Regions from separate parts of the Mus musculus genome. Here regions 2, 3, 4 and 5 are each linked to region 1. Evidence: chromatin contacts called from public HiChIP or PLAC-seq, Micro-C and promoter capture Hi-C data. All regions are on one chromosome and are shown on one strand. Each heading gives the region's core, a stretch centred on a gene start, on an enhancer-like site or on the middle of the called end of the contact. The rest is flanking DNA. Distances are from core to core; before and after follow the strand shown.

What was found. Promoter capture Hi-C pulls out the DNA fragments that hold promoters and counts their contacts. A called contact is a pair of places that touch in the nucleus more often than the background predicts. HiChIP or PLAC-seq counts read pairs in DNA pulled down with a chosen protein or histone mark.
Region 2: an H3K27ac HiChIP or PLAC-seq map of double positive thymocytes shows a contact between it and region 1, with 2.2 times the contacts expected there. The contact joins the promoter of Nsd2 here to the promoter of Uvssa in region 1. A contact is called at or near these places in 5 of 39 promoter capture datasets (embryonic stem cells, hippocampal neurons, liver and 1 more) and 3 of 115 datasets of contacts at active chromatin or transcription factors (the 230-238 cell line and double positive thymocytes).
Region 3: a contact with region 1 is called in an HNF4G HiChIP or PLAC-seq map of pancreatic cancer cells. The contact joins the promoter of Fgfr3 here to the promoter of Uvssa in region 1. A contact is called at or near these places in 2 of 39 promoter capture datasets (embryonic stem cells and stem cell-derived epiblast-like cells), 1 of 484 Hi-C or Micro-C datasets (LSK cells), 2 of 115 datasets of contacts at active chromatin or transcription factors (memory CD8 T cells and pancreatic cancer cells) and 1 of 9 other capture datasets (embryonic stem cells).
Region 4: a contact with region 1 is called in a promoter capture Hi-C map of liver, with 2.6 times the contacts expected there. The contact joins the enhancer-like site here to the promoter of Uvssa in region 1. A contact is called at or near these places in 7 of 39 promoter capture datasets (the 3T3-L1 cell line, embryonic stem cells, hippocampal neurons and 3 more), 1 of 15 datasets of contacts at CTCF or cohesin (the NIH/3T3 cell line), 7 of 484 Hi-C or Micro-C datasets (the G1E-ER4 cell line, cerebral cortex and embryonic stem cells) and 3 of 115 datasets of contacts at active chromatin or transcription factors (the NIH/3T3 cell line, large pre-B cells and pancreatic cancer cells).
Region 5: a Micro-C map of embryonic stem cells shows a contact between it and region 1, with 2.8 times the contacts expected there. The contact joins the promoter of Slc5a1 here to the promoter of Uvssa in region 1. A contact is called at or near these places in 3 of 39 promoter capture datasets (embryonic stem cells, liver and stem cell-derived epiblast-like cells), 1 of 484 Hi-C or Micro-C datasets (embryonic stem cells) and 2 of 9 other capture datasets (adipose tissue and pancreatic islet).

Annotation. Positions count from the first base shown.
Region 1 is chr5:33,377,214-33,380,416 of GRCm38.p6, reverse strand. Uvssa (UV stimulated scaffold protein A) reads right to left here and starts at 1,721. Exons shown (of 14, transcript NM_001081101.2): 1 at 1,415-1,721; 2 at 1,092-1,191. The coding sequence starts at 1,189.
Region 2 is chr5:33,841,659-33,844,861 of GRCm38.p6, reverse strand. It overlaps Nsd2 (nuclear receptor binding SET domain protein 2), which reads right to left and starts at 1,750. Exons shown (of 21, transcript NM_175231.2): 1 at 1,125-1,750. The coding sequence starts at 1,721.
Region 3 is chr5:33,719,981-33,723,183 of GRCm38.p6, reverse strand. Fgfr3 (fibroblast growth factor receptor 3) reads right to left here and starts at 1,460. Exons shown (of 18, transcript NM_008010.5): 1 at 1,256-1,460; 2 at 673-878. The coding sequence starts at 775. RefSeq lists enhancers at 990-1,048, 879-1,255 and promoters at 1,411-1,615, 775-1,615.
Region 4 is chr5:33,051,844-33,055,046 of GRCm38.p6, reverse strand. No RefSeq gene overlaps it. Among named protein-coding and RNA genes, the nearest start is that of Gm40278, 13 kb to the right of the region's middle. Within about 2 kb of position 1,641, at least 12 of the 459 cell types and tissues checked have an H3K27ac peak or open chromatin away from gene starts, as enhancers often do. A contact at or near this core is called in liver, where this site is marked.
Region 5 is chr5:33,102,543-33,105,745 of GRCm38.p6, reverse strand. Slc5a1 (solute carrier family 5 (sodium/glucose cotransporter), member 1) reads right to left here and starts at 1,527. Exons shown (of 15, transcript NM_019810.4): 1 at 1,155-1,527. The coding sequence starts at 1,289.

The DNA of each region.
Region 1 (3,203 bases), core at 472-2,971:
AAGGAATTTTGCTTCTTAACCAAATAAGACTGCCTTGAGTAGCAAGGCAGGGAGCATCACAGTGCTTCCTTCCGAGGGATTAATAAGGATGAGAACGACTACTTTAAAGATTGGGTCCGGGCTGGAGAGATGGCTCAGCGGGTAAGAACACTGACCACTCTTCTGAGGTTCTGAGTTCAAATCTCTGCCACCACATGGCGGATCACAACCATCTGTTATAAGATCTGACGTCCTCTTCTGGTGTCTGAAGACAACTACAGTGTACTTATGTATAAAAATAAATGAATCTTTTAAAAAAATATTGGGTTCTATGATGGTACATGCCTATGACCCCAAAGGAACACTTAAGTGGAAGCAGGAAGATCAGAAATTCACAGCCAGCCTTAGCTACATAGTAAAGAGGTTAACCTGGGCTACATGAGAATCTGTCAGAGAGAGAGAGAGAGAGAGAGAGAGAGAGAGAGAGAGAAGAAGAAGAAGAAGAAGGAGGAGGAGGAGGAGGAGGAGGAGGAGGAGGAGGAGGAGGGAGAGGAGGAGGAGAAGGAGAAATAATAATAATAATAATAATAATAATAATAATGATGATGATGATGATAATAATAGGTAGCTCAGTGGTACAGTTTGCTTGGGGACAGCATGCTTGGGGCTCCTGAGCATCCCTGGGGGTGGGGCGGGGGTGGGGAGGCCAGAGCCACTGACCCAATCATGAACTCTTTACTCCAACGGAAAAGAAGAGGATCTACTTTTACTGACATAGTGTGATAGCTTTATACCTTACAGAAATCGTCAGAGGCACCAAGTTCAGAGTTTGCGCGACATTCTGGACCCAGGTACACCAGGATTACAGCCCCAGAAATCCTTTAGTGGTTCCTGAGACAAGGCCTTACTATGTAGCCCAAGCTGCGGGGAACTCATGCTACTCCCAACTCTACCTCACAACAGGCAAATGCCACCATGCCCTGGTGATCAGATAATTCCTTCCTAGGTAGTGAATGCAGGAGGTGGCAGAGGTGTACAAGAGGGCAGAGGGTCCACAATCTCCACGGTGTGGGTGCTCAGGGGACATTGGCACATTTAGCCTCAATACATACTTGCAAATTTTCTTCAGTTCCTTCATTTTCTGAGCATTGAGTTGGGATTCTCCTGAAGTTGTGAGCTCCTCTATCAACTGTGAAAGTTTCTGATCCATATCTAGAAACAAGGGACGCGGAGATGCTGAGTTAACATACAATAAATACTTCACGGTCTTAGTTTTAAGTTTATGGGGGACTCCAAATACTGGGGATTACGGCAAAGGCCCTAGGGTGTCTCTGTAGGTTGTCTCCCAGGCGAAGAAGGCTAGCCACCACATTCCCACGGAAGGCCATCAAGCCCTTCGGTGATAATTAGCTAAGGTTTTAAAGATGAGACTAACTCCGGCAGTCTTCGGTCAGCTGTGTGGGTGACGTTACCGCGGGCTAAGGGGAAATGTCACTAAATTTTAAGCAAACTGGCCGCACAAGAAACTCGCTCTCTGCAAGCGACAGTCTCTGGACAACTGCGGGGGCGACTGATCCGACCCTGCGGGCCGAGAATCTGACCAGCCACGACCCTCAGTCCGCCGCACTCGCTGCCTCAGGAGACGTAGTACCAGCGTCCCTCAGCCCCGGTGACACGGCCCGCAGGATGCAGCAGCTTGTTTCGCCCACCCCTTCCGGTGTAGACAGAGCTCTCTCTGTTACAGGCCCCAGAGAGCAGCGGGCACACACTCGCGAAGACCCGCGGCGCAGGAGCGGAAGTCACCGCGACGCGCCCGCTCTGGTCCAGTCCCTTTCAGATGAGGCAGCCACCCGTCTCCGTCATTTGCCTGGAGCGGCTCCACAGCGCAGGCGCGAGGACGCGGCAACGCGGTGACGCAACGCTCCTCCAGGGGGCGGGGCAGATCGAGAAGAACTAAGCGCGAGAAAAAGGAGGCGGGAGGGCCCGGCAAGTTCTTAAAGGGGCGGTGGCTTTGGGTCAGGAGTATGAGACTGAGGTGCAGAAAGAAGTTTTGATCTGGGGATCAGTTCTCTGGCCACCAGGAGGCTCGCGGCCTATGTACAGCCTCTGTATATCTGCTAAGAAAGCTCAGAAGGGAATCTGGGCGCAAGTCCGGTTGGGAAGGGTCGGCCCGCCTCCCTGACCGGGTCAGTTGTCCACCCCAGGACAGGCTATGGTGGGAGGCACCGTTGCAAGGCTGCCCTGGGGTAGTGGTGGTTGCACTGATTGGATGTTTTAAAATGTCAGTTCAGTCTCAACGTAGATGATTGTAGAAGATATGTCAGCTCTCGGCTAGAGCTGCTTGCTCCCTTCCTACAGCTTCACAGTGTTCAGGACTCTGGCCTCTACCAACCTCACGCTGCTTCAGCCCAACTCTTGAACGCACAGACCCCGGATACTGCCGCCTTAGCCGGCTCACAACTCGCTCTGCCTTTCCGCTGTCAGCTCCTGCTTCGCTTAGCAAAGGAGAAGCATACACCGGTCTCCCTGTGTATCCGGTTTGGGGTTCGGGTCTGCACCCATAGAGCGGGCATTCAGCCAGTTTGTGTGTCCTGCAGGACGGTCTTGAGCTTCTGGACTAGACTGTTAAAAGCATGGTGTGCCTACTGTCCCACCCACTTACCTACCCTTCCCTGAATCCGGGTCAGTGAACAAAGTCAACTGGACTCCCCCGACACGTCCGTCCCCTCCCCCCCCCTCCCCCGTTCATTTGTGTTGTGTTCAATATGTGAGGATCTGGCAACTCAACTTGTGATGTTTGGAATCTGAGCTCTTCCCACCACCTCTTGGCAGGTCCCAGTCCTCATACACTCGTGAGATTGATCGTGGACTGTAGTTTCTCATTTTACATGCACAGATTGCCCCCACCCATCCCACCCCCAAAATTTAAAGAGAATGAAATGTCTTTAAGATATTATTACATTTTTTTTTATTGGGGGGTTAGAAGGTGGGACCCTCCCTAGTATGATCAGGACAATTTCTGAGAGGTGGTTCTCTCCACCATGTGGGTTCCACTACTCAAACGGAAGTTGCCAGGCTTAGCAGCTGTGTGATCTCAGGAGTTGGAAAATGTCTTTTAAAGAAGTACAAGAAAAGGTTGTGTCAAGCCAGGCTTGTACATATGTGCGGCGGGGCGGGGGGGGGTGGGGGGGGTCCGTCAAAAGTTGAGCTTGCTGCAGACAGGA
Region 2 (3,203 bases), core at 501-3,000, 460 kb before region 1:
ACTTCATGGTTTTAAGGATTTCAAGGAAATTCCAACTGTTCTTTGTAGTAATTCTAAACAAAATCTCACAACTACAATATTAAACCAAATACTCCAACTTTCACAATGCCAACAATCCTTTGAATTTCAACTTACCTGTCTTGAGTTTTCTCAGTAAACCTCCAGCTGCAGCTAAAGATCACAACACCTAGTACTCAGAATGAGCCAGCAGGGGTCTGCCTGGCGCCCTATTTCCTTCCAGCAAGAGCAAGGTCACTTAGCTGTTTTACATGATCTATACTCACTAAAATGTAAGGATCATCCTGCATGTCACTTTTATGACACTGATGACATAAACTATCTAACAGAATGATAACCTAAAGTGAGGGCTTTTCTTTCTCAGCCTTTGATGAATGAATCAGCACATGCCTGCTTATATACAAAGCGCTAGGCTTACACTAAAACCCCAAAACAGGAAGGTGTGTGACATAGTCTGACTGTCCAGGAGGCTAAAAAGACCACTGAGTAGACAGTGGCACATGTAGAAAGCATGACAGCAGTGCTTCTCCATAGCATAGCTCTGTTCCATTATTCACTAGATGGCACAGACTTAGTTAGTAATATTAGTTTACTTTAATATTGTAGTTGTGAAATTAATATATCTCCACTGAGCAGTTAGCCTAAAAATACCTGAGAGATGGAACCCATAAAAACAGTAGACCTAATAAGGTCATGAAAACTGACAGACCTACATTCAGAAATTATTATTCTTGTTGTTTTTAGACAGTCTTATTGGCAACCCTGACTGGCTTTGTACTCAGAGGTCTGCCTACCTCTGTCTCTTGAGTGCTGGGATCAAAGCCTTCTTAGCCACTTTAATCCTGAATGGTTAACCTCACTAGCCTTCTCAAGTGGCACAACTTGTGGCTGTGGTACTTAATGTCCAGATATTTGGAAGCCCAACAACCAACCAGGAGCCAAGCCTTAATCAGTATCACCTGCACAGGACCAAGGCAAGACGGCAACTGCCACCATCAGGGTTGTTTCCCATCCCTTCCACCTACTGTCAAACATTTATGTATTCTACATAGGTCTCATGCACACCATTAATTGTCATATAATCCAACAGAATCCTTCACAAATACCTTTTTATCTGCAGGACTTGAGATCTTGGACACTAAAGCTGCTTCCACAAGGCCCTGCTCCAGTAAAGAGTCATATTTTATGCTCCTCTTCCTGTTCCTCCTAGTCTTATTATCAGATTTTTGTTCGTTTTCTTCTGACTGAGACACATCAGCAGCACCGTCACCACAAATTGAAGATTCAAAGAGAGGTTTCCCATTCATGTATGTTTTGGTGATTTTCAGTTTAATTTCTGGAGAGCCATTTTTGATAGGTGTAGTATTGGGTGGTGTCCCAATTCCTTTTACTTCCTGGGCCTCAAAACACAATTTAGTATCATGAGCACCAGGTTCTCCATTAAAAACACAAGAAGTAAGATCTTTCAACTTCTCTGCTGGAAGAAAGGGGAGCGCATCATGGCCATTAAATTTCTGCATGACCCCCTCCTGTAGGCTGTTAGAAAGTTGAGCTTTGCTGAGGAATACAGAACATTCATGATTCACTTCACAGTTCTGAGTCTTTCCATTTGCACTGCCAAGGATTTCTGGTGTCTGCTTCATCTTCATGCACTTTACAACTTTCTGAACAGAAAGAGGACTTTTTCTGATGCTAAATTCCATCCAGCCTAGATCCTTTGGTTCTTAGAACACTACAGCATTAAAAAATAAATAAAAATAAAAAATAAATAAAAGGAAGAAAAAAGGCAACATATTACATTTTATACCTAGTATAGGTATGTCAGTATCTCTAGTTCTGAAGATGTTGAGTTTTATTCAGTGTTGTCTTTTGAGACAATTTACAATGTTTTATACAATAATTTAGTCTGTACAAAGTAATTTTAATATCACAAAATAATACAGCTGAAAAGACAAGGAATCATTTGTAAAAGGGAAAGTAGTCGGGACAGGTATATCACCACCAACCAACATGGCAGGATGCCTGACTTAAGAGTTTAACCTGTGGGCTAAAGTGGCGGCTCAGTGCTAAGAACACTTACCGTGTTTTGCAGAGGACCCAGTTTCAGTTCCCTGCAACTAAACGGTGGCTCACAACCACCTGCAACTCAAGTTGTAAGAGTCTAACACTCCCCCATCTGGCCTCCACAGACACTAGGCACACTTGTGGTGTATAAATACACAGGCAAAATACCCATACACATTTTTAAAAATTAAAATAATTAAAAATTATGACAGAGAAGCAGTTATTATTAAAAAGTCTATATGTTGCCATACCAAATTAAGGTAGGAAGTCACCTGTCTGGGGCCTTTCTGGGCCAGAGTAAATTCAAAACACTCCCAGATAACTTAGTGACAGTCTAACTCAAAGAAAAAAAGTACAGTGAGTTAGGGATGTGTTCAGTAGTAGGCTGATGGCATATATACACCAGCCCTGGTTCGATCCCAAGTATTAGGGGAAATGAAAGGGAGTAGGAAATCTATAACTAAGAAATGCTGTCTAAAAGTAAAAATGTCAATGGGTAGTCTTTTTTAAATATATGATTTATGTGCACCTGTGTGTGTGTGGGGGGGGGTGTGCGCGCGCACGCGTGCGCATGTAGGAGTGTCCAGCACCCATGAAGATCAGAAAAGGGCACTGGATCTCACAGAATTGAAATTAACGATCGTTGTGAATGTTAAATCGCAACCAAGGTACTCTGCAAGAGGAGCAAGTCCTTAACCACTGAGCAATCTCTCCAACCCCTTAAGAGACTGTCTTAATGGCACACCAGAAGCCAGCTGTGGCGGTGCATGCCTTTAGTCTCAGCATTTAGGAGTCAGAGGCAGGATGATCTCTCTGAGTTCAAGGCCAGCCTGGTCTACAGATATTCTCATTTTTTTATAATATTTTATTATATTACTCATGTATATGTCTGTGTGTGTGTTGTGTATTTGCAGAGGTCAGAAGGTGTCATATCCCCTGGAACTCAAACAAACTCCGGTACTCTAGACAAACAATGCTCACCATTAACCACTGAGCAATCTCCCCAGTCGATGGAGATTCAAGGTCTGTCTGAACTACAAAGAGAGACCCTCTCTCAAAAACAAATTTAAGGCACATTTGAGAAGAGTCAAAAAAATTGAAACTAGATTTAAAATATTCCA
Region 3 (3,203 bases), core at 211-2,710, 340 kb before region 1:
TGGCCTCCGGGCCCCGTTTGAGGGCATTCAAGTGTCCCATCGGACTTTGGTGGCCAGCGGGACTACCTAGGCGGCGCCAAGATCCTGGGACAACCGCCCCTCATCTCCCAGCGTGCGGCCTGAAGGGCAGTCTGTGCGCGCCCCTGGGAACCGACCCCTCAGGCCGCCTACAGGATAAGAGGGGAGCAGCCGCACTGAAGCTGTCACCTTGTCATGCGAAACCCTGAAGCTGAGCTTTGGCTGGGATACTACTATCCACCCCGCAACGTCCAGCCTTCCTTTAGCTGAAGCAGAGGAAGAACTGTTCCGGGAGAACGGCTGAATCAATAACAGGCATTTTTCCTCCTCTCAAATTCGAGAAGCAACAATAGGAATCGTGGGAAGTCAGCTCGCGCGCCTTCCCAACGCCCCTCTGCCTGGGACCACCGTCACGGGCACCGGTCCACGTGACGCCTCGCACTTGGGTGGTGGCTCCCAGCCTACAGACACCCCTATAAACTGCCGCGTCCGAGCTGACAGCGATCTGCGGGGCAGGGGACAAACCTCGGCGCACTAGCCCCTGTGGTGCTAATCAACCCGACGCCCCTTCCTCACCCAAGGGCTGTTCACCATTGCCAAAGCCCCTGTGATTCAGGGCCGGCCCCCAGAAGAACACCTTGGGTCAGTCCTTACCTGCCGCTCTCCGCACAACTCGCTGCTCTGGACCAGGAGGCTCGGAAGTAGCTCCAGCCACGACCGCCACGCAGAACACTAGCACGCAGGCCGGGACTACCATGGCTCCAGAGCGGGGGCCGCGGCGTCCTCAAGCAGCGCGCGCGGGCATGCTGCAACCCCCCACGCCCGGCTCCGGCGCCGGTGGGAGAACGCCTCTGTGGAGACTACAGGAGGAGAGCACTGAGTTACTCCGGAGGGCAGCGGGGAAGCGCGGCCTCGCTCCTGAACCCCGACCCCCGGCCGCCCCGCCCGCCGACTCCTAGCTCTCTCCCGGGCTGCCTGGCGCCGGCCGCCTCCTCCCAGCCGCGGTTCCTCCCTCCTCCTTCCCTCCCTGGTTGCCGCAGAGCCCTCCCAGGACGGAGGCAGTAGCCGCAAACTTTCCAGAGCGGGAAGCCCGCGCCTTGCCCCGGCCTCGCCGCACTTACGAACCGCTCCACTTCCCGCATATCTCACCCCCTGACTGCTTCTGAGCCCGCCCGGAACCTCCGAGTGCCAGCCGAGTCCTTCACACTAACCTGGCGGCCGCTAGAGCCCAACTCACCACGCGCGGCTCCGTCTCTCGGCCCGCTTTTCCAGGGTCTCCTCTGTCCCAGTGGCCGGCCGCCCACCACTGAGTCCCCCCGCCGGAGTGGATCGCACGGCGCCAGCTGCTCCCGCCACCCCCGCTGCCACAGTGCACTGAACTGGGGCTGCCCGGCGCGCAGCAGCCCGGGCGGGGGTTGGGGGGTGCTCCCGCCACGCCCCGAACACTCCCCTTCCCCGGCGGCCAGGGGGCGGGAGATCCGAAGAGGCGTGGTCAGGCGGGGGCGCCGGGCGGTCCCAGAGGGCGTGGGAGCCCAGCTGGGGCGGAGCAGGCGAGGCAAGGGTCGCACGCTCGACCCCTTGAAGCAATGCCGAGCTCAGGACTGTCTACCAGCACGCTTCTCCCTCCAATAAAGCTGTGCTCAAGGGCTCAGAAGGTTGACTTCGGTGGGGGTCTAGGTGTTAGGGCGTCTTCACAGTGAACTGGCCCCCTGAGCTGAATGAACCCTGTGCAAAGAGCACTAAATCCTCAGGTACAAAGCCTGACAGTTCCAGGAAGACAAATACAAATACGTGTGAACAGGTCTTCCAGTGAAGGATGGAGCAGAGTTTACATGATGAAAGACCCAGGGATTGCACCCTAGAAAAGACGGACACGCTGCTGTATTTATCAAACTAACCAGCTGCCTGCATCCTGCTCAGGAACGATGTCCACACTTCCCCAAGAACACACAGGTTTTGGAAGAAACTTACCCAGCCTCTCGGAATAGCGAGAAGAGCTGGGGATACAAAGCAGGGGAGCCTGCCCTACCCTAAGGCTGCCTGAACTCCAACCTATGGATGTCCTAGCACAGCACGCCCATCATGTGGGACACATTCCATCTGGGGAGTGTCACAATGACAGCTGGTCCCTGGAGGATCAGCCTGGTCACCCCATCATGCTGGCAAGCTGTAGGTCCTGCCTGGCAGAACTTCTGTAACAGCAACCACCCTGTGACTGATGGCCTCTCTACCCTCACAAGGCAGGGAACCTTGTCTCACTTTCAGACAAGTTCCACAAGGTCTGATGAAGCCTATGGGAGCCAGATACATGGGGACCTGGCTCAGTGCTTCTGCCCAGTCTGGCTGTATGTGGCTTGAAGAACTTAAAACTGCTCATGGGGGGGGTGGGGGGGGGAATGGCTCGTGGGTTACGAACACCTTTCACTGGCTTACTCATCACCCTTATCTTTCCCAGATAGCTGAGCAGGGAAAGCCCTGGCCCCAGAACCCTCATGCTCTCATCCCTGTGTGTCCACCCTAGAGCTGGGCAGCTCTGCCTACTGTTACTCCTGCTCTGGCCAAGGACCCCTCCCTGCAGACTGGCTAGAATCCAGTCCTGGGTTCCCATGGCACCCCCAGGCAGCTGCCCACAGGTCCTCTCCCAGGATGCCACCCCAGGGGGTCATAGCAGACATTCTCCCCTAATCTATTGGCAGATTAGTTATCAGTAAATGAACCAGAATGTGAGCTCTGACCCCTATTTCCACGCCCTTCGTCTGGAGGATTTATCAGAACCCTCCACACTCTGTAACTGGGAGCTGAGCATCCATCCAAACAGCAATACTTCTTTATTTCTGAGATGACCTCCTTGTTAGAAATACCCAGTCAGGAATCTCAGGCCAGTGTTGGTTGTTCTCTGAACCCCATGGCCCAACAGACCATCTCTCTCAAGCTACCTTGTTTTCCAATGGGCTACACATGCAGGAAAGAGGACTCTAAGCAGGGTACTCCCACTCCTCTGATCCTCCCCCAACCCTGTGGCCTTACACTGGCCAGCTCTTGTAGACCCCTGCTCAACTGCAGCAGTGGGGGGGGGGGAATCAGCCCCCTTCATTAAAAATGAGCTGTGTGGTGTTCACAACTATTCACAACTTGTATTCCTTTTTTTTTTTTTTTTTTTTTTTTGGTTTTTCGAGACAGGGTTT
Region 4 (3,203 bases), core at 392-2,891, 330 kb after region 1:
CTAAGACCATCTCCTCCTGCTATTATTATCACTGTTCTTGAAGCAAACAACAGTGTAGTGCAGCCCCCAGCCCCAGGCAACCCACAGTGCTAGGTCCTCACAGTTCTCCTCAAGCCCCTCCTCCCTCCTCTGTAACAACGGGATTGACAGGCCAAAGAGAAGGGTGGAAAGTCTGCATTGAAGGTTGGTTTTCTAGAGAGGCCATGATGAGATGGTTTAGGCAACAAAAATGTATCTTCCCTCAGTTCTAGAAGCTGCGGGTCCAAGATGAAGGTTGGTTTCTCCCTCAGCCTCCTTCCTTGGCTTGCCTTTCATTGGTCCTTGCTGTCACTGTGTCTGTCAAGTTTCCACTGTTTTACGAGGACAACAGTTAACAGCACTGGCTGCTCTTCTGGAGGACCTGGGTTCAATTCCCAGCACCCGCCTGACAGCTCACAACCATTTGTAACTCCGGTTCCAGGGAATCTGATGTTCCCTTCTGACATCCTCTGGCACCAGGCATGCACATGGTATGCATGCATACATTCAGGTAAAACACTCATACACATAAAATAAGTCTTTGGGAGAGAGAGAGGGAGGGAGGGAGAGAGAGGGAGAGAGAGGGGGAAGGAAGGAAGAAAGAAAGAAAGAAAGAAAGAAAGAAAGAAAGAAAGAAAGAAAGAAAGAAAGAAAGAAAAAGAGAGAGAGAGAGAGAAAGAAAGAGAGAGAGAAAGAGAGAGAGAAAGGAAGGAAGAAGGAAAAGGCAAGGCAAGAGAAGGACTGGAGAGATGGCTCAGTGGTTAAGAGCACTGACTGTTCTTCCCAAGGTCCTGAGTTCAAGTCCCAGCATCCACATGGTGGCTCATAACCATCTGTAATGGGATCCGATTCCTTCTAGAATGTCTGAAGACAGAGACAGTGTACTCACATACATAGAATAAATACATAGAACATTGTGGAGGAAACAATCAGTCGTAACTGAAAGTGTATGCAAACATCCCAGGACACAAGTGAAAGGTGGTCTTTGCGGGAAGTTGTCAAACTGTGCATCACACATGGAACCATGTTCTCTCATCACAGACACCACCATTCAGGAATCTGTGTGTTTATATGCTTATTTATACACACATGGCCATGAGCATAGACAGACAGATGTGTGTCTACTATTGTGTTTTAACTTCACGTGGGTGTGATATAGAAATGATACACATGAGGCATTTATACCTGTAGGTATCCACACTCTAAAAATGTGCATGTGTGAAGATGACTGTGTGCGTGAGCATAAATGTTTCTTATTCGATATTCAGTTGTTGAACATCAGTTCAGCAACGATATGCTGCTACTGTAGGTTCAGTACAAGGCTCTAAGAACAAAAGAGAGACAATAGATGTGCATGTGCCAGGGTACTTGAAAGGCTGGCATGTTTTTTAACACAATGCAGGTATCTGTACCCACTCACACACATCAGGATGTCTTCTTCAATACACAATGGCATTGCTATGGGTATTCCAAACCCTGGATGTCAGGCGACAGTGGCATCCTCTGCCCAGTCTCAGGGTGGCAGTCTGGAAGCTGAAGTGCTGGGTGGCCACGGCCACTCCTCCTCCTCCACCCACAGGGTGGCGAGGCGGTGTTTCCCGATAACAGGGCACAGAGAGTCCAGGCCACTGGAAGCCATCTGAGCTTCACGTGGCTTTATGGTCCCACTGTTAATGTTTGGCCTTGGGTTATTCCTGCTGTGGGAGGAAAGCCAGGAAAGGCAGGAAGGAGCTGGGGGTAGGGGAGATAAGGTGCCGGGCCACCTGCAGGAGGCACCGGCCCTGGCAGCACTTGGGACACCACAGTACTCGCAGAGTTCCGTGTCCTTCAGAAGGAAGGAAATTCCCACTAGGAGAGAGCAATGACGTTCTCTGGGAACATAAGAGAAAAAGTGAAACTTTTGCAGACTGTTCCCCAGTGACCCAGCTGCCCCTCCCCAACCTCCTTAGAGTCCCAAGAAACGCCTACGCCCATCTACATCACTGTGTGCTTGGTTATCTCCCAGAATTCGAGCAGCTCACTACCACCAAAATGCCCTCTTAATGGTGCCTCCTTTAGGCTAGGCATGGTGATACATACCTTTAATCCCAGTGCTCAGGAGGCAAAGGCAGGGGGATCTCTGTGAGTTCCAGGCCAGCCAGGGCTACATGGAGAAACCCCTGATTTAAAAAAAAATAGTATTTCTTTTATCTGGTTACAGCGGTATGCACCTGCACTCCCTGCCATTGAGAGGCTGAGGCAGGAGCATTACTACTTAAGCCCAAGAGTTTAAGATCATACTGGACAACGCAGAGAGGTTCCTACAAGAAAAAACTAAAATTTCTCCATCATCCCACATCCTTTCCTTTCCTGGCTCTATACACACACACACACACACACACACACACACACACCCCGGAGTGGGGGAATAGTCTCCTTAGGAATGTTGCCCTCTGGTTAACGTTTCTAAGTAGTCCCTGTTATAAACACTAATATTAATACTTTAGGAAAATACATTACTACTTGATAGTTTCTTGGTGCTATTCTTTCCCATTTGAAGTCTTAAATTCCCTAAGAGTAAGGATAGATATGTAGCATGTAGTATACTGAGCATATACATGTGCAAATACTGCATTGTTTTATGTGTATTTTTACAGAAAAAAACATATATTACATTTATTTGAATTATCAATTTAGTTTTAAAGCCAAATCAATGCTAATTATCTCCTCTCACTATCAGGAAAAAATAATTCCACCCATACTCAAGGGTTAAGATGTAGTTATATAATGCATACTATAGCCATCTTAACATTTTCATACACAGTAAATTCCTTCATATTTAGACTGCCTTCAAACACAGAACTGAACCCACAGAAGTATATAGTATATAAAAAGGACATACCAATAGCACAAAATGATTTTATTTTTGTCACTGGTGACAAACACATATCACTGGTTTCTTAAATATTATTTATGTACTCATTAAAGTATGTTTACATAAAAAATGTGACACAATAAGGAAGTTCTCTATAAACATAATCCTTCCTCAGTGTATTTTCCTAGTTTGTTTCACACATAACTTAATCTACAAAATCATAAATAAAACTACCAACTCTGTGGTCTAGAAATACATACAAATTGTGAAATTTGAGAAAGTATTTCCTGATTTTAAAAATAATATACAATATATGCCTATCACTAATCAA
Region 5 (3,203 bases), core at 278-2,777, 270 kb after region 1:
TGAAAATACAAGCAAGAACTATCCAGGGCATGGATCCCAAACCCTGGAAGGTGAATGGAAGAAGCCTAAGAGATATTCCTAGACTCATAAAGACCTTTCAGACTCAACTCTCAATATTTGGAGGAGGGGATCCTAGGCATAGATGCAAGCACGTCTATTTCAGACGTGGATGAACAGAGGCTGTGGGAGGTTCACTCTGCATCATTTAGTTCAACCACAGGAGAGCAGTAGTCGAGGTGCCTATGCTAGACACTTGCTACTGTTAAGGAAGCCAGGTATACTGATGAAGCGTCCACCCCACAGGTCCCATGCAAGTGACACTTGGGGAGCCTTTCTGTTATGTGTGATTTATACAATTCTTTTTGAAAATAAAAGAAAAAAATCCATGTTTCCTTTTACTCCCTGATGGAGCTCTGTTAGTGAAAGGGTTAATGCCTGCCATCCTTTCCTAACTCCAGCTTCTTCCACACTTCAACCTTTAGAGGTAACTAAAATGCTTGCACACTTTGCCCAGCTGTTAGGTGTGCCAGCATCATAAATGAACTTTCCAAGTTCCAGGCTTTGAAGAACAAGTTTCTCTGGTTTGGTGTGTCCCAGAGTCCCAAGAGGAGAGATATATATACTTCCCTCTTCCTGAGACCAGTTCACTCTCCGTTCACCTGCTCCTTCCTCATCTCTAACCCCAGATGGCCTCTTTAATTCCACCATGCAAGACCTCTGGATTACCCTTCCCCAGAAGGGGGCATTGGTCAGCCATAGGCTGCCCCAAGCACCTGCAGTCTGCAGAGGTGATGACTTCCTGGCTCTCAGCTGTTGCTTTCCCATTGGAAAGTGGATAATTAAGAGGTCAGACAATGCTGCTCCAAGTTGCCTTTCCTGTCCCTCACATTCTATTCTAGTCTCTGTGACCCTCTACTTCCCCCCTCAGCCCAGGATCTTCCAGGGCCTTTCTGACAGGCTCCCTTCGGCATCCTCTACCTTCCTACCTACAGGCCTCCTGTGTCCTGAACTCTTCCCCAGCGTTCCCGGGATATCTCCACTGTAAGCCCATCCTGCCCCTTTGTGGCTCAGGGAAACCATGGCATTTTTGTGTGTCCTCTCATGCCACACAGTCGCCCTGGCCTCTCTAGCCCGTGCCCAGGACCCGCACATACCCACAGCCCGACAGCCATCACCACCACGAAGTAGATGACGATGACTGAGATGTCAGCCGCATTGCGAATGCGCTCGTAGGACGGGATGGGTGCATCGGTGGCAGTAACCGCGGGGCTCAAGGTGCTACTGTCCATGGCGGTGGCGACGAGTCCCTCTCGGCTCACAGGCTCACCGGGGCCACTCACTCCTTATACTGCTTTTGAGTTAATGATCAGCCCCGAGGGAGGGGACCCGCGACAGTGGGGCTGCGCGGCAGGAACGCTGGGCCCCTGTGCTGCTGCGCTGCACCGCACCGTCGGGAAGCAGCTCCTAGGTGTGCAGTGCCTTAAGAAGACCGAGCAAAGCTCAAGAGAGTCTGCGGGCGCCTGGGCGCCTGGCCGGCAGGTAAAGTCTGTTCTGTGAGCAGGGAGGGGCCTGCTAAGGGGTGGTGACTGCCTGGCACAAAAGTCCTCTGTGTTCCTGCAGTGGGCACCTCGAACAGTTGCCACGCCTGGTCTGCCACGGAGTCCCACGTGAGGCAGAAAAGGAGTTGCTACACAGAGGGACCAGAGGCACCTGGAGCCAAGCATCTATAGGCTGGGGCCCATCTGCGGCAGGTGCTTTTGAAGCAGACCTGGCATCTTTGTGGACTGCCGTCTCTGTGAAAGAGGAGTGCAGGACTTCTCAGAGAACTCAGCCAAGTTCTTGGTCTCCTGGAGAAATGGTCAGGAGGATGAGACTGCTGGACGGTGCTGGGAGAAAGTCAGTACAAATCTCTTGACCACCAGCATCACAGACACCCATTCCCGAACCTCTACAGCATTAGACCCTAGAAACAGTGCAGTTCCCCCCGTAAGAGCAATTGCGGGAGCTACCCACTGCGGGAGCTACCCACTGAGGGAGCACAGAAAGAACAACAACCACCTGCAGCCTGGGAGAAGGGGTCCCACTACTGCCATTCCTTTGTCCTGTGTCTTCACTGAAATGATTCAACCAACCGTGGATGGAAAGAGTTTTGTACTGAACTGGTACCGACTATTTCCCTTGTGATTCTCTAAACAATACAGTATGGTGATGTTTCATAGCTTGCATGCCGTGGTGTTACAAGTAACCTAGAAATGATTTAAAGCACATGAGAAGACATGTGGGTTGTATGTGTGTATATATATATATAATTATGCCATTGTATGTAAAAGACTTGAATTTCAATATTAACCGGATCCTGGAACCAAGCCCCCTCAAAGAGCAAGAGACAACTTGTAATGTGCTCCGAAACCAGTTTAAAGTGTGAGAGGTATCTAGTTGCAGTAGCACACCCCTGTGATCCCAGTGCTCAGGAGACAGAAGAGACAAGGCGATCCTGACCGGAGACTGGGCTATGTATATATAGTAAGACCCTGAATCAAAAAAGTGAAGTGGAGCACACAGCCGAGAAGATGCCAAAGACTCTCTGCCAAGGAGCTCATCACACCCTGGGCATTCAGACAGGTACCTGAACCAGAAGCCCAGGCTCAGAACAAAAATGACTAACAGAGAAAGCATGACTGACCCACAGTCACACAGTGAGCCAACAGCAGCGCTGGCCCTGCAGCCTCGGCCCGTGCAGAGCGTCCGCCCTTCAGGACTTGAAGAAACCCAGTCCCAGACTAGCTTTAGAGAAGAAGCACGGAGCGCCTGCAACACCCCTAGCCTACCTTCCTCCCCTTGAGCTTTTCCTCCAACACTGCCTCAGGCTCCAAGGCATGGGGGAGGAGGTAGCAGAAAAAATGCAAAAATTCACAGCTGGAAGTCAGGAGCCTGGGTTCCAAAGAGCCTAGGCCTCAGAGCCTCAGGGCCTCAGGCCGGTCACTGCTCTGTCCCTGCCCATTTCCTTTTCAGTCAAATTGGCAGACCATCCCTAGCTGTCCTCTTTTTTAAAGACCCTAGAATCAATTCTGAGTCTAGCTGGGCTCCTAAGGGCCTGGCTCTCAGTCTCTTCTCTATTCACTGTAGACAAGTCCCCGACACTTGCATATCAAAAGCCTGCCATCCTCACTTTTAGCCTCAATATTATCCCCTGCTGTGCCTCC